2 separate regions of the Gossypium hirsutum genome follow, and region 1 is linked to region 2. The links are chromatin contacts, called in public Hi-C maps. All regions are on one chromosome and are shown on one strand. The core of a region is the stretch at or near the end of the contact, and the rest is flanking DNA. Distances in the headings are between cores, read along the strand shown. Region 1 has its middle 100 kb from the start of LOC107898726. Region 2 has its middle 48 kb from the start of LOC121210435.

The links. A called contact is a pair of places that touch in the nucleus more often than the background predicts.
Region 1: a contact with region 2 is called in a Hi-C map of leaf, with 2.6 times the contacts expected there. The contact joins two enhancer-like sites. A contact is called at or near these places in 8 of 34 Hi-C or Micro-C datasets (anther, callus, hypocotyl and 2 more).

What each region holds. Positions count from the first base shown.
Region 1 is chrA11:58,492,598-58,495,396 of Gossypium_hirsutum_v2.1, reverse strand. No RefSeq gene overlaps it. Among protein-coding and RNA genes, the nearest start is that of LOC107898726, 100 kb to the left of the region's middle. Within about 2 kb of position 1,511, at least 6 of the 9 cell types and tissues checked have an H3K27ac peak or open chromatin away from gene starts, as enhancers often do. A contact at or near this core is called in leaf, where this site is marked.
Region 2 is chrA11:58,159,232-58,162,300 of Gossypium_hirsutum_v2.1, reverse strand. No RefSeq gene overlaps it. Among protein-coding and RNA genes, the nearest start is that of LOC121210435, 48 kb to the left of the region's middle. Within about 2 kb of position 1,655, at least 1 of the 9 cell types and tissues checked has an H3K27ac peak or open chromatin away from gene starts, as enhancers often do. A contact at or near this core is called in leaf, where this site is marked.

The DNA of each region.
Region 1 (2,799 bases), core at 262-2,761, 330 kb before region 2:
CAAAGATTCTTTGCATACCAAAGCGTTTTATTTGATATATTTTTTTCCACTTTCTCTGTGCAAGTTATATTTGATCCAGTTAAAGTAACTAAAATGAAAAAAAGAAGTTGACACCTTGAGAGGACTGACTTCAAAGTCCACACCTGCATGTCACAAATTTTATTGAAATCGGTCCCTCAATGTGCCAACTTCAGCTGGTTGGCTAAATAGATGAGAAACACTGCTACATTGTTAAATAAATTTCTAACTTGTATATATGAAAAAAAAATGCCTCTTCTCTCACAAATTTCGTCATCTCTCTCTCCCTCCCCCTTTTTGGTGTGTTTAGTATTAGTTAAAGCACTAAGGAGGTTTATGTATTATAGTGACTAAACTAAATTAGTATCTTTATTAATAAATAGATCAATTAGTCCCTACACTAATAAAAAGAATAAAAACAAGTTCATATTGTAACAGAGTTAACATTTTTTGCATAAAAATGTCTTGAAAATTATTTTGTTTCAATTGTAGTTCAATAACAAAAGATTTCATTTATAAAACCATAAAAACTTTAAAAATATTAATTCAATTAAACATTAAATGATATTTTTAAAGAATAAATGTTAACTCTATTTCAATTTTGCCCTTATTTTATTCTTTTTAATCGTATAGAGGATAAATAGATCTATTTAATAATAAAGAGACTAATTTGTTAATATCTCTATAATAGAGGGACCTTTCAAATACATACATCGCTTATTGTCTGAGAAAACTGGAATCTAAAAGGCTTTAATGCATAAATCGGTACATGAGTTTGACACTCTTTTCTAATGTAGTACCTATGTTATTTTTTGGTTCAATGAGGTACACGTATTTAACAAAATTTATACATTTTGGTACTGGATAATAATAATGTAAGTTTTTTAGTGTTTAATTTCGATTTTAGAGTTGATTTGATGAATATCCATAATTAGCTAATAATATTAATAACTAACTTTCATCAAATCAAACCCAAAACTGAAATTAAATCACATCTATTGGACTGTATTTGAGAAAGTAAACGGAAAATTAAACATATTCCCGATTAGTACTAAATTTATTCTATTAACAAAGTTATAAAAAAATCAAAATTAATAATATTAGCAATTAACTTTCATGAAATCAACTCTAAAACCCGAATTAAACTCTAAAAAGTTAACTTCATTACCTTTGAGCAATGGCGGAGCCAAGATATTAATCTTGGGGCCAAGTTAAAATTAGAAGTGCTATGTAACAGTTGATTTAAACATATAAACAATCGATTCAAAAGAAATAGTATTCCAACATGACTATAAGACCCAATTTTAACCCGGGCTACACATACAAAAAACCAAAATTAAAATAGATCATCAATTGAGTCCATTTACAAATAAACCCAAAATAAAACCGGCCCAATTTCATTAAACAAGCCCAATAAAATAGACCCCTAACCCAAAATCAAAGCAGGCCCGGTAGCCCATCTCTTTAACAGTTTTCAGGAAACCCTAGGGGAAGGGTCCTTTGCGCCAATACTGCCATCGTGACAGCTTCCACACACGCAACACCAGCACCTCCATGCAAGACCCCCGTGTGCTCCGCTCCATGTTCGTACCCACTCCCCACATTACCCCTCTCCACCTGCAATTTGAACAAAAAAACAGCAAGAAACCATTTTTATTTGGCTATGAAGCCTTCAAATTTTGTTGGTATCTTTTTTTTTCTTGTTTTTTTTAGGGAAATTGTACACGAAATACATACAAAATCAATAGAAAGCAATCAAAATATACTTCAAAGGTGATTTAAGGTCTCGTTTTTCTTTCAATTTTATTTCTATTTTTCTTTGATTTTTATCTACTGTGTGTAAACAATATAAAAGAGGGAGACTCACCGTCGTACTCACTCTGTGGGGAGGGCTTCGTTCGTCGTCGGATTTTGGGCTATTATAGAAGGGAGGAAGGTGAAGGAGTTGAGAGATACTCCAAGGCATTAAGGGTTTTCTTTTAAAAGAAAGAACAAAAGTTTTCTTTAAAAGCAAAAAACAAAGGGTTTTTAAGCAGGTTTAGTTTCAAGTGAAAAATGAAACAGTGTTTTGGGGGGGGGGAAGAGCTTGACCATGTGTTTTGGCCATGAATGGGGGATTTGCGCAATTGGTCCCCCACTTTCGCACTAGCTTTCGACTGGCTCTATTTGCATATTATTTGTTTTTTTAAAAATAATCCCTGAAATTTCTGTGTTGTTGCAATTTAGCCTGCACCTAGGTGCAACGTTTTTGAGGGCTTGGGGATAATTTCCAGTTAGTCCCTCTCTTTCTCACGTGCATTCAATTCGGATCCTCTTGTTAATGTGATGTTTAGTTTTTAGATCTCAGATTCTATTTTAATCTCAAATTTGTCCCTGTTTTGATTTCTTTGTTTATTACTTTTCTGTTTTATTATTATTTATTTTAAATCTTTCTATATACTATTCATTTCAACTATTTTTCTGTTTAATTTCTTTTATGTATATATTATTTATTCACACATATATATATATATATTATTTATTCACATATATATATATATTGTTTGGTATATCATCTATATTGTTTTGTTATTTTTTTACACTTATATATATGTAAATATTTCTTATATCATCATTTTTGAAGTGTTGTACATTATGTTTTTTTGTATATATTATTGATTTTATATTATTTTGTGTATATATATTTCTTCTAAGAACCCTATTTTAAATTGTATATTTTATTTATTTTAAATATTTTTATATACAAATACCTTTGTTTTTTATATATATAAAATGTTCATT
Region 2 (3,069 bases), core at 406-2,905:
TTTAAAAATTATAATATTATTTAATAAATTTAAAAATTAATCACGTAAAATTGCATACAACGGACGTGACTTGAGAGCTAGTAAAAATATAAAAATGCAAAGCATGTGAATTTGAAATGTTTAAATATGCCAAAGGCCCACATACCCTTTTGAAATTTAAAATTAAGTCCTTTTATTTTAATTTTGAAAGATTGAGTCCTTATACTTTTTTTTACTTCAAATTTTGGTTTCTCCATCAGTTTTGCCATTAGAATTGATGATGTCGTTGTTATAAAATAGGTAAAATAACTCTTTTAGGCCTCATGTTTTACATTTTTTTTGTTAATTTGGTCTAAACTAAAAGCACATAAACAATTACAACAAATATTTTAAAAATTAAATAATTTTCACATTTTCAATAAAATTGATAAAAATGTGAAAATTTTAAAACTCTTTAAAATTAAAAAATAAAATAAGTTTTCAAAATCCATTTTAAATAATTTAAATATATGAAAGATATAAAATTTTAAAAAATTCAAACAATGTATTATTTATTCCATGAATGGTAATATGGTCTCCAAGCTTTGAGCTATTCTTTTGGTCTATATTAATTCAAAATTTGGATTAAAATTAATATAATTTGTTGTTCAAAATACACCATATTAAAAGAATTTTATATAAAAATGAACCCATTTTGACAAAATATAAAGCTAATAAATTAAGTATTGAAATTTCCATATGGTATACTTTGAACCAAAAAATTTTACTCCGTAATCTTAAATTTAGTTAGAATCATTTAAAGTTTGTATCATTATTTAATTCAAATAATTTATATATCAAAAATATTTTTATATAAATCGATTGACTTAGTATAAGTTAAGACTTAATTTATTTAATTAAAAAGTATAGTGTATTTTGAATAAAAAATATTTATTAATATTATTTAATATATATTTATCATTATTTAAATTTAATTCAAATCGATTTAGAGTTTGTATCATTATTTTAAAATATTTTACACTAATATTTTATATACTTTATAATTAAATTGACATAAAAATAATTATATATATAATTTATCTGATCTAAAATTTTAAAAAAAACTTATAAAATTTGAGTTAATATGAACCAAAAAATAGCTCAAATCTAGGAGAGACCTTATTACCATTTATGGATTAAATAACACAATTTTTGGAAATTTTTATTTTTTTTCATGTATTTCAAAAATATTTAAAATGAATTTAGAGATTTTTAAAAAAAATTCCATTTTAAAGAGCTTTAATTTTTTCATAAATTTTTATTGAAAATAAAAAAATATTTTTTAAATATTTTTTATAATTTTTTATGTACTTTTAAAGAGTTTGGACTAAATTGACAAAAATTTGTAAAAATCTGAGAGCTAAAAGAGTTATTTTACCTTTTTTTTAACAGCTACATCATGAATTCTAATGAAAACCTGATGGATGTGATAACATTTTTAAATAAAAAAGTATAGAGATTAGAGACTAAGATCTCAAAATTAAAGTATAAAGACTAAACTTTAAATTTTAGAAGATTATAAAGAGCTTTGGGAGATTAAAACCATTTGAAAAGTCAATTCCAAGTTTTAGTAGGCCCAGAGGCGTCGTTACAAGTTTAATGGCTACAATAACTTAGGGGCCAGCCCTTCTGAAATTCATACTGGGTTTAGGCTCTTATTGCCCTCGGTTTCTATTATATTCCCCATGAATTGGACCCAGCCCAAAATTACCTTGATCTTTTTCTTTATGAATTTTAAATAATAAAACCAGAAGGAAATGTTGATGATGATTCTGCTATTAGTCCCTGTATTTAGAAAAAGTTATGGATTTAATTCTTATACTTTTATTTAGTTATTTTTAGTCCTTATACTTTTCAAATTTTAAAATTTCTATCCACACCAAACAATAATTGTTAAATTGATCAAGTAAGGTTATGCTATTTTTAAAATTTGATGCGCCAAACATATTATCATATTTTTAATGTCATATTAACTTATCATTTCCACATATTACTCACTAAAAAGATTCAATTAATAGATTAACGACAACCATTTGCGTTAAGATTGCAATTTCAAAATTTGAAAAGTATAAGGACTTAGAATGATCCAATTGGATAAAATGGACTAAATCTACACCTGTATGAATAGTGAAGGATTAGTAATTGAAAACAAATTTACCTACTACTCTTTGTGTCAGGACTAAAATTTCAAAATTTGAAAAGTAGGACTAAAATTGACCAAATTAAGAAGTACATGGACTAAAATTAATCAAATAAAAGTAGAAGGAATAAATCCACAAGTTTTGCAAAGTACAGAGACTAATAGCAGAATTTAACCTAAAAAAAACAATTAAAGGGTAAAAGTATAATGGGAGCCATTGTATTAAGAGTTAGTTTTTATTTTGCCCTTTTACCCAAAAAAATGGGCAAATTAGTCCCATTAAATTTGATCAAAGAGTAAAACTGATCATTTTTGCTAAAAATTTCATCCATTTCTGACATTGCTAACAGAATAATCAAACAATTATATATGACGTGTCATGTGTACCTCATTTAAACATACATGGATAAATTTTTAACAGTAAAAATAGATAGAATTTTTAATAGAATGATCAATTTACTCTTCAATCTAATATATAATAATTAATTTATTATTTTTTTAACTAAAGAGGACAAAATATAATTTGCACTTGAAGATCCGAAGAGAAAAATGTAGATGTGTCAAACATTCTAGTACATAGTATTAGCATATAGTATGAAAGCACTAGATGATAGGAAATGCAATTTATAGCTGATAATTAGTGGCATGATGTGATATTTTAACTATACAAATCTAATATTTAAATGAAGCTCCAAATAAGCCAAAGCCAACAGGAATGCTGCTTTCAATTGTTGATGTAAAGCCGAGGAAGATGTGCCAAGTGCCACGCGGTGGTACAATAATTTCAGTGTACCAGAAACAGCTCTTTATTTCTCATAATCTTGCAGGCACCAGATGCTGCAAATTGATTGAGTTATGAGATTAAATTATTAATGAGAATATGGCATGAAATAATGGAGAATTTATTTTGA